2 separate regions of the Mus musculus genome follow, and region 1 is linked to region 2. Evidence: chromatin contacts called from public Hi-C data. All regions are on one chromosome and are shown on one strand. Each heading gives the region's core, a stretch centred on a gene start, on an enhancer-like site or on the middle of the called end of the contact. The rest is flanking DNA. Distances are from core to core; before and after follow the strand shown. Region 1 overlaps Nav2 (neuron navigator 2). Region 2 overlaps Nav2 (neuron navigator 2).

The links. A called contact is a pair of places that touch in the nucleus more often than the background predicts.
Region 1: a Hi-C map of bone marrow-derived macrophages shows a contact between it and region 2, with 2.7 times the contacts expected there. The contact joins two enhancer-like sites. A contact is called at or near these places in 21 of 484 Hi-C or Micro-C datasets (CD4 T cells, the G1E-ER4 cell line, the HL-1 cell line and 13 more), 6 of 115 datasets of contacts at active chromatin or transcription factors (craniofacial prominence, embryonic stem cells and fibro-adipogenic progenitors) and 2 of 9 other capture datasets (adipose tissue and embryonic stem cells).

Annotation. Positions count from the first base shown.
Region 1 is chr7:49,425,854-49,430,911 of GRCm38.p6, forward strand. All of the region lies in intron 6 of Nav2 (neuron navigator 2), which reads left to right. Among named protein-coding and RNA genes, the nearest start is that of Gm51447, 9.9 kb to the right of the region's middle. Within about 2 kb of position 3,643, at least 41 of the 459 cell types and tissues checked have an H3K27ac peak or open chromatin away from gene starts, as enhancers often do. A contact at or near this core is called in bone marrow-derived macrophages, where this site is marked.
Region 2 is chr7:49,294,968-49,300,189 of GRCm38.p6, forward strand. The region is part of intron 1 of Nav2 (neuron navigator 2); the gene reads left to right. Among named protein-coding and RNA genes, the nearest start is that of Nav2, 51 kb to the left of the region's middle. Within about 2 kb of position 2,409, at least 52 of the 459 cell types and tissues checked have an H3K27ac peak or open chromatin away from gene starts, as enhancers often do. A contact at or near this core is called in bone marrow-derived macrophages, where this site is marked.

The sequences.
Region 1 (5,058 bases), core at 2,393-4,892, 130 kb after region 2:
TCTGTGACTGTTGTGCCTGTGTGAGTGGCCATGCTGAAGGATGTTGTGCACCGGGATCCCGAGGAGCTCCTGCTGGGTTTCAGCAGTGCCTATGCCTGTTTCTGTAGCTTAGAGGCTCTTTGAGCTTTGCGGATGATAACGCAGGCTCAAGCATCAGCGTCCGTAGCCTGCCTAATTCTTTGTAAGGTGATGCAGGTCCCTCTGTGTCCTGAGCCTGTTGCCTTGACTGTGATGGGAGAATCATAGTATTTTCCAGAAATGACAACTGGGTTGCAAGGCCCTCAGCCTATAGAGACTCAGCTTGGGAAAAGCGAGGCTTTGAGAGAGAGAGAAGAAAGAAAACAAAACAAAACAAAATTCACACAACCATCTTGCTTCAGTAGCCCACGACAGTGAGCCTCTGCTGCCCTCTGCTGTCTAAGTCTTGTGCTACATCTCATCTCTGTCTAGCATTCTTTTTTCTTAATTTAACTTTAAAAAAAATTTTTTTTTTGTCTTATAAATATGGGTATTTTTGCCTATGTGTATATCTGTGTGCAGATTGCGTCCCTCGATGCTGGCACAGGCCAGAACAGGGTATCAGAGCCCTTGGAACTAAATTACAGATGGTTGTGAAATGCCTTGTGGTGCTGAGAATCAAAACTGGGTCCTCTGGAAGAGCATTCAATGCTCTTAACCATTGAACTAAGGTACCCTGTTAGAAGTGTAAAGATGCTTCGATTGTCTAGATGTTCCCGTCCAGGCATAGGTTCCCTGCTTTCTTTCCTCCACTTGGGAGGGTGACTGTAGACCCAAGAACGGCTAAGTATGTTCAGTAAGGTCCTGGTGGCCTGGAGGAAAAATTCTGTCTGTAGTAACAAGGAACTGACTGAGGGCCTGAGCTAAGCCCCTCCTCCTCTCAGCTGTCACTCACCCCCCTCCCCCAGGTGAGTAGCTAGGTGAGCTGCTGAACTAAGCCCCTCCTCCTCTTAGCTGTCACTCACTCCCCCTGAGGTGGGCATTGAGCCGTGGGATTCAAGGAGAAGGATGAATCCTAAGGAAAGAGATCTTTGCTAGCAGGAGTGGATTTTTTACTAACTGGAAAGGTTTGCTAGATTTTATTTGTTTTTCGCGGGTGACTAATTTCAAATGAGACAAAGCAGTATGGTTAACAGCCCCACTCTTGATCATACACCCTTCATGTTCCGGGACATGTCTAAGGTCATTTGTGCAAAGTCTCTTCTGTATTAAGCATCAGAATAGTCACTGATAGTCTAGAGTGTAGAGAGAGGTGCCAGGCCTTGCCCTAGTGGGACTTACAGTCTGGTGAGAGAGACAAGTAAAAAATCAACCAATAGAGTCGGTACTTACTCCTCTGCAGAAACTTAGATGCCACACATAGATGTATGCTTCTGGGCTGGGGGGCCTCAAAGGTGAGACCCACAAAATTTGCAGGGTCTCCTTTATTGTGTTTACCCATTTGCTCACACAATAGTTGGGATGTTTTAGAACATGGGCATTGAAAAGAACAAACACACACACACACAAGTTAATAAAACAGAGAAACAACTCTTGGATCCCCATTAAAAAATAAATATAAAGGGCTTTTGTTTCTGTTTTCTCCCAGCTGGATGGATAAATCTTTTGGGAGGGGAGGTCTCTGGCCCCCAGAGGTGTTCAGGCAGTCAGATCAGCCCTGTTCTGGCTGCCACATGTTAGGTTTCAGCAGACAGCCTTGGTGATGTTTGTAAACCTCTGAACTGATTTTCTCAGATAAAGGAGGGAGACTGTGATTTATGCAGGTTCTGGAAGTGCTTCTGTGATTTGGATAAAGTTACTGGTAAACCCCATAATATGTGACCTTTCCTTAAGCCCCACCTCCTGTAAAGGCATCCATCCATCCATCCATCCATCCATCCATCCATCCCAAATGTACTCTATCCTCAGCGGCGTTACTTACACTCTAGAACTCGGTTCTGTTTCAAGGAAGGAAGGACAGTTGGGAGGGAAGAAAAGCGTGCAAAGGTACCCTCGGTGACATTTGCATTGACTCTCCCCACTCCCCCTCCCCGTGTACTTGGGATGATGTCTCTCACAAGTTCAGCTAAGTTGTGAACTGGTTAAGTCTTGCTCTGCAGTCCTCCTTATGGCCGCAGAGTACTCAAAGGCCTGTTTCGCATGCTTCCTGTAGGGGGCACCACTCATCAAGCAAAACCCAGCCTGCTGTGAGAGCAAGTCATTTTAGGCCTTATATCGAAGAAACCTGTCTCTGCTTTGAAGGTTTCTAGCCCTGGTGATGACCTTATTCTGTCTGTCAATCATGTGTTAGGCATGCTGGGCTCAGACACAGGCTTTCTTATGGGCCAGGATGGCTTTGTATTGTGTTAAGTCCATCTGCTCCACAATCAAACCAAGGGCATATGGGCAGCAGGGGTGGGAGTGGCTTGTCCACACTAAACATGTATCCTAGGACGGGAATTCTCACCCATGTTATCCCATTGATCCCGTAGTCAAATCCAAGACATTTCATCTCCGTTCCTCCAACAGAAGTGTGTTTTCTTTCTGCAAACACCTTCACAGCCTCAGAAGTTACAGGGGACTTGTGGGAGCTAGCTTCCCTCTGGACGTCTCAGCCTTGAGCTTGGCAGAACACGCTTGTTAGTCACAAGCCCTGAAAAGTGATATTTTCACATAATAGCTGTGTGCTATTTCCCACGAGCTTTCGGGTTGGCCAGATATTTCTACGGAGGTGTCCCATGTGTGTGAAAATGTGTCTGGGGTCATCTAGAACAGCCATTGCCAAGATGACCCGGTGATCCCTGCATGATCTTTCTGCCAGCGGCTCCTTTCTGACTGTTTTTATGGTGTTCAGATGAGTTCTGGGATAAATGGTTGGGATGTATAAGGCCCACTGGGACCTAACCTCTGAAAGGGACATCATGGCTTGTCTTCTTATGCTGGCTTGCCCACATTGATGAGGGTAGCTTCTGAGCCATGCTGAGGAGGAGGGCGTGCGACCGAGAGAGTGAAGACTGGGAACTATCTTCCTAATCCAACACAACAAATAAGCCAGACACAAGTCAGTAGGCACTGATTTCACTTGTCAAGATGAATGCGCTCAGCTCCTAATGCAGGATTTCCAACAACTCTGGGAGAGAGGCAGAACTAAGAGGCCAGAGTGTCCTCGGTTACTACCATTGACCCATAGGCTGCTGCATGGCAGAAGCATCAGCCAATGAGAAGGCACAGAGGCGTGACCATAGGCTGCTGCATGGCAGAAGCATCAGCCAATGAGAAGGCACAGAGGTGTGACCATAGACCCATAGGCTGCTGCATGGTAGAAGCCTCAGCCAATGAGAAGACACAGAGGCGTGTGCTGAAAGTGGCACTCTGCTTCTGCCTGTTTGGCAGACATGATCCTTGGCCTCCATATCCCCCATATCCCTGCTGTCTCTCACATAGTAGCTGGCAGGTGATCATCCGTCTTGGTTTCACAACCCCCTAGGGATGGGTCCCAGCATCTCTACATAAAGGCAGCATGATTTTGCGACATCAAACACTCTGAACTTCAAGTACCTTTGCCTTGCAATGAACACGAGAAGAGAACCAGCTCTGAGCATATATTTGCTCAAATCAGTAAAAATCAAGTGCACAGGAGTCAAAAGGGAACCAGGGTGGGGGGAGGGGCAAAGAAACCACAGCAGCTAAGCTGAAAACCCCAGGCCTTTACTCTCATCTTCTTGCCTTTGGCCCAAAATCTGAAGCTGTCTCAGACTTTCAGGCTCTGCCTCAGCCATCCTGACTAAACCAGAGTAAAGGATATTTTTAAGAGCAGGGGTGTAGAGGCTAGAGAGATGGCTTAGCAGTTAAGAGCTAATGCTGCTCTTTCAAGAGACCAAAGTTCAAATCCCGTACCCATGTCAGGCAGCTTCTAACTTCTGAAACTACTCCACCTTCCAGGGGATTGTTATCCCAGGCACATACCTATATGCCAATATATAATTAAAAAAAAAAACTTTAGAAATAAAATAGGGATCTAGAAACAGAATGGCCTGTCCCCAGAGGACATTCCTGGCAAATGGACTCCTGCCACCACTCGATAATTTTGCTTGTGGAATCTCAGAAATGCAATTTATTGATTGTTGAAATCTCCCAATAACAGTTTGCCATGAAGGGGGAATTTGAGATGAAAATATTGATTGAGAAAAGCAAGCAAGAGAGGCACATGTATTTGGTTCATCCTCTTCCCCTCCCTCTACTCTCCCCCTCCCCCAATTCGCTGTGTGTGCATGTGTGTGTGTGTGTGTGTGTGTGTGTGTGTGTGTGTGCGCGCGCGTGTGTGAAATAGCTAAAACAGATGTGTAAAGAAGATGCTTTCTGTGGAGTTTTAAGTTAGAAGGACTTCACTAAGAATGGTTACAGGTGATAATTGTTCTGCCTTGCTTTAGAACAAAGGGTTCTTTGGTTAGCAGATGATCTTTCTTCAAGTGTAATTTTATTTATTTATTTTTCCTCTGATTTTTCTCATCACTCCCAAATGCCGGTCCTCTGATCATCCTAACAAGCCCAGACCCACAATTTGGAAAGCCCTTCTGGGTTGTTCCTGGGAGTTGGTGACCGGATTTGAGTAGATGAAAGGCACCAGAGATAAACTGATTACCCTGTGCATGGAAAGGGGTGGGAGCAGCCTGAACCTGGGGTCTCTACTGAGAGGCTCTGGCCTCGGTGTGTTGTTCAACAGGCAACAGAGATGTCCGCTGCTTACTGTACACTGATCAGAACAGTTTGGTCTTATTAGAGAGGCCCTGGATCACCTTCTGGCATGAAACCCATCAAACAGCCAAGGTGCAGGCCAGCTTCCTTGAAGTGTCCAAAACCCATCAAACAGCCAAGGTGCAGGCCAGCTTCCTTGAAGTGTCTCCAGGCGCTTTGGCACACTTGCTTTTTGAATGGCTTAGCTAAGCAGAGAGCTTCGGGGCCTGTGGTGAGGCTGGGGCAGCACGGAAACTCGCAGCTCACCCCTCCCTCCTTGTCTTGAAACCTGCCTTGTGCCCCTTCTCCATCTGTGCATGTGCTCTT
Region 2 (5,222 bases), core at 1,159-3,658:
CTTTTGGCATGACTCTGTAGGAGCCTGAAGATACAAACCAGATTGTGTGTAAGACACAGGACCAGGGGGAGGGCGGCCACCAAAGGTCTGCTGTCATGGTTCTGATGGAGTACTATGGTCTCTTTCTCTACTTGCATTCTTCGAGCCCTGAATTAAAAGCCATAATAGTAAAAGTGCAGGCTGATGTCTGTTGCAGACCCAAATGATAGTAGGAAAATGAAAGGGTGATGCAGACGGCATCTGGTGGTTGCTCTGAAGTGGGGAACAATCTGGGAAAATATGTGCCAGGTTCTGCCCTGGAGAGAATACATCCTGAGGTGTTTTCTACAGCGGCCCCTTAAAATCTCTACCCCGAGAGTCCTAAGGTCAAATATATTTGAAAAGCAGAGTAGCTGTGCCTTACCCACAGACCTGCCTTCTGCAGTTTCATCTGCCCACCGTCCTGTCCTCTGGTTCTGGTGGGGCATGTCTATATGATTCTGGCATTCACGAATGCAAGGCAGAAGGATAGCCTGCACTTCAATAGTAAATTACCAGGTCAGCCAGGGCTCCCTAACAAGACCCTGTATGGGAAAACAATCAATTACCAGCATCAACTATGCTCTGAAGGTATTACATGAAGAATTCTACATTTTGAGAAAGGGCACACAGTCACATAAAAGGACTTTTGCTTCAGTCTGCTAGAATTCTTCTCTCCTATTATTGACCACTGCTGTTTTTTTTTTTTTAACTGTGGCCATGTATAAATTTAACTTCATCATCAACATATGTTATAGGGAAAATGTAGCGGGTATGGGTTTGGTGCTATCTTTAATTCCAGGCATTTCCTAGGGAGGACACAGGGTGATAGGAATGTGACCCATAGGTAAGATGGCCTCTGAACCCCATTCCCCATTTCTTTCATGAAGCCCCAGAACCCTCACCCCCAGTAAAGGCTACCTGAAGTCCTGCACAGTTAAGACACATGGTGAGCTGTTGGGCAGGCTTAGCTTCTTCCTCCAGCCACCTTTGAGGAACTAGCGTTAAGAGTTCATGGTTTCTAAGACTCTGGCACGTGGTCTTCCCGGCTTTTTAGAACAGATGGAGAGCTGAGAATGGCCTTGCTCCTGAGACAGAGGAGACTGAGCCACCTCGAGGCCAGGGCTTGCCCCAGGTCACAGGGCTAGGATAGGTGGTATTGCAAGGCCAGAGGATGAATCTTGACCCTCTGATGGAGTTTCTCTATGAGCGTCAATCATTAAAGACCATGATGGCAAAGCCACCAGACAGGGTGGCAGTTCTTACTTGTCCCAAACCGTGCAGCTGACCACATTTGTGGTCTGGGTTGTTTATGTATGGACCCTTGGTCTATGTGATGACAGTGGTGTGTGCTGAACAGAGTCAGAACTTCAGGGGCTAAGAGGAAGGCCCTGCAGCCAGATGAATTAGGAACACAGGAGGGCTCTCTTTGTAGCTGTGTGACTCTGAGAAAGGCACTCAACTTTTTTGAATATTTGTTTATTTTAATCTTATGTGTATGACTGTTGGCCTGTATGTATGTAACTTGGAGCATATGCGTGCCTAGTACCTGTGGAGGACAGAAGAGAGCACCAGAGCCTCCAAAACTGGGGTTACAGGTGGCACCCACAGGAGCCACCACATGTGTGCTTGGGATCTGAACTCGGGTCCTCTGGAAAAACAGCCAGTACTCTTAACCACCAGGCCATCCTCCAGCCTTCAATTGATTTTTTTTTTCAAAAATTTTTAAATTAATTAATGAATGAATGTACTGTGTACATGGTAGCAAGTGCATTTACTCCCTGAGCCATCTTGTTGGCCCATGTTTAACTGTTGATAGCTGCTTTCTCTCCCTGCAGAACATTTTTGTGGAGATGGAGTCTGAGTACTTAGCCCTGGCTAGCATGGAACTTTTGTAGACAAGGCTGGCCCTTGTCTCCTAAGTGCTAGCATTAAAGGTATACACCACCATACTCAACCCATAAAATGTAATTTTTTCATTCTTAAAAATGTTGGGTAGCATTCCTTTGTCAAGATGGCAGGTGGGGATAGGAGAACTCCCCAGAGACCCACAGGCCAGCTAGCCTGGCAAACCCAGCAGCAAACAAAAGACCCTATATAAAGCAAGGTGGAAGACCTCTATCCAGCACCCAAGGTTGCTCTCTGACCTCCATATGCTGCTCCAAATGTGCATACACATCCACATAGCATGCACACATGAAAACATTTTAAAAAAAAAGAAAGAAAAAGAAAAAAGAATAGTTGCCAGGGTAGCTGACCTGACAAGGCCTTGGCAAACACAAAAGTGGGCTGTGGTGAGTTCTTGGTGTTCATGTTCACTGGAACATGACCAGGAGGAAGTTGTGGGGAGGGACAGGCTGCAGTGAAGGCTGAGCTGACTCTGGGGAGCTATTCTCTAGCTCTGATGTGGGAACTGAGGACTGCCTAAAAAGGCCCAGGCCAAGCCAGCAGTGCTAACAATGACCAGCCCCATTTCAGGGGCCGATGGGCAAGCGAAAGGCAGGCAGCAGCTGCACCCGAGAGGTAGCCTTTGCTGAACAACAGACTTGGTTCTGGGATTTCCAGGGTGGGTCATCTCTCTTGATTTCCATACAGGAAGTCCCCCTGTCTGAGACCATGTCTCTTTCTTCTTGTTTATCTTCAGCTTGTGTCCTGAGGCTCAGACCCAGGTGCCAGCTCTATCTGTAGCACCCTCTCCTGGGCTGGGGAAGAAAAAAAACCCTAAGAGCAGGTTGTGTACACTTGTGTGTGTGTGTGTGTGTGTGTGTGTGTGTGTGTGTGTGTGTGTGTGTGTGTGTGTGTATGCATGTGTGGGTGCCCGAGTGTGTGTATGAGTATGCATGTGCATGTGTCTGCATGTGTGCATGCATATGTGTGTTGTCTACCTCCTGGAAGGAAAGGGTGCTGGAGAGAAATGTAACTAGCTTACCTACCGACTGCTTCGTCCCAGGGGAGGCTTCCCACACCTCCACCAGGCACTCGTTTCTACTTCCTCTCCACTGTGAGTGCTTAGCTGCTCAGCCACAAACTCTTTGGGCGAGAAGTCCGTGCATTCCCTACAGCCAAGGCTCACAGGGCTATGCTGGGCTGGGCTTGTCCCCCAACAGTTTCCAGGAAGCGTTGACCATAAGCATCCCTCTGGAAGAGAGGCTGCTTCTTAAACCTCCAATCCTCATCCCTGAGAACCAGATCTGGCCAAGAGTGAAAAGGCAGATCTGTAGTGAATACCTAATCAACAGCCACCCCATCCTCTCCCCTTTTAAACCGTAGCCACAGAAAACAGAGCCCAGCAACCCAACACAACTCCAGAGGACTCCAAGACGGCAATTCCTTTCCAAGCAATAATTCTGAAAATTGTTCGGAACAAGCCATGCTTGGGCTGCTGTCAGTTGTAAATTGGCAACCCTACATGCTTCAGCGAGAGCTTCCCAGGCTTCTGGGCCCACACTGCCATGTCAGGGCTCATAGTTCTTCCTTCAGCCAGTTACCTTTGCCCTACATGAACCTCTGGTTCACTTGAGTGGGCAGAGAAAGCTAAACTAAGTCCTTAAGCCACTTCCCGAAGGTCATCAGCCCTGACCTTTAGCTAGGTCGGAGCTAGGAGTTTCACTCCTGGCCAGTGGGGGGAGGGAGGCCTGGCCACACAGGGGCCCTTCAAAGTGGGGTCAGAGGTCACCCTGAGATTGCACAACTTCAAGCCTTATCTGCTTCCTTGAAGTGATGGCGGGGGAGGGTCGTGAAGGAGCCTTGAGGCCTGAGGTGTGGAATTGAGCAAATAAATACCAGGGGTACCTAGCAACTCTGAGATTGGCTGAGAAGTATGCTGCCCTGCTCTGGGGAGATCTGTCAGCCTCCAATAAGCCAAAACAGAGCCCCTACACCAGAGCTATCAAGTGAGTCTTCAGTCAATCATTCCGTCATCCCCAGACTCTTCTCAAAACACAGACTGTGCTCAAAACAGCAGTAGGTCCGGAGAGACATAAGACACAGGCTTACTCTCCAGCCTTGCTTTCTAGCCCCTGTGAAATGCCTGGGTTCTGGGTGCCCAGCACATGGTGAGGCTGCAGACCTCATGGTTGTGTGGATTTGATGCATCCTACCTGGCCACCCTGGATGCTATCTGGCCCAGCACTTCCAGCCTCCCTGTACTTGAGTTTATCTCTAGTACCTTTTTATGATACCATGAAAGGACTCCTATACAAGGGGTCCAGATTCCTCCAGAAAATTAGGAAATAAAATGGGGTGATCTTTAAGTGTCCTTCAGCCTCTCCACTCTGGACTCTCTGGTTCTGTCTAACCTCGCTAATGGCAAGTCGGGCACTTGAGTGTACACTTGGGTAAGATAGAGAATTTGTTCAGAGGGACTGTATCACCCAGAGGTGATGGTGTCAACACTGTCTACATTGGCAGGTAGAGGAATTAGTGAGGACCACAGAGGAGGGATGGGCAGTTCCAATGGGAAGAAGGACCTGAAAGAACTCCACCAACAGAGTTAACTTTGTCCTAGATCTGAAAAGTCACAGCTATACCATTTGGCAGGGCAGTGACTGTCAGGAACAGCCATGCACAGGATGAGGGAACAGCCTGGGCACTTTCATGGATGCATGAGAACACGCAGCCTAGTTCAGAAGAGAAAGCAGTCCAGGGCTTCAAAATGGGGGGGGGGGGGGTGGAATATACTGTCCTCTTAGAAATTCTGTCACTGCCTAACTTCCTGCCACTGCAAGAGAAGAGGGTCTGGATGGTGTGGCGAGCAGGAAGTGACTCCAGCAGCCCTGTTGGGGAAGAGGGTAGGTGGTGGCATTTAATGTGTGGGCAGGAGAGGTTTTGCATTGACTTCATCTCAGGAGACAGGCAGGGAGCTGAAGGACTGTCCCTTGCTGGCCCAGCATTTGCTAGGGAGGTGTCATTTATTTCTGGGCTTGTCAGTGTGACATTCTGTCTGCTCTCCTGAAAGCTTTAAAACTTGCTCTCAAACCCTCCCAGTCCTATGACCTCAGCAGTCCCCATGCCCTCAGACTGATCTTTTGAAATGAGACTCATGTCACCCAAAGGCTGGTGGACAGGGAGAAAGCGCCTCCTATGCTCTTGGAGGTCCTTGTCCCCAGGCTGCGGACTATGAGTCCTCCATCAGGGAGAATTAGTACTCCTTCAGTCTGACTCTAGTTCTGAAATCTGACCAGCTGTCGGTCTGTATGTTTCCA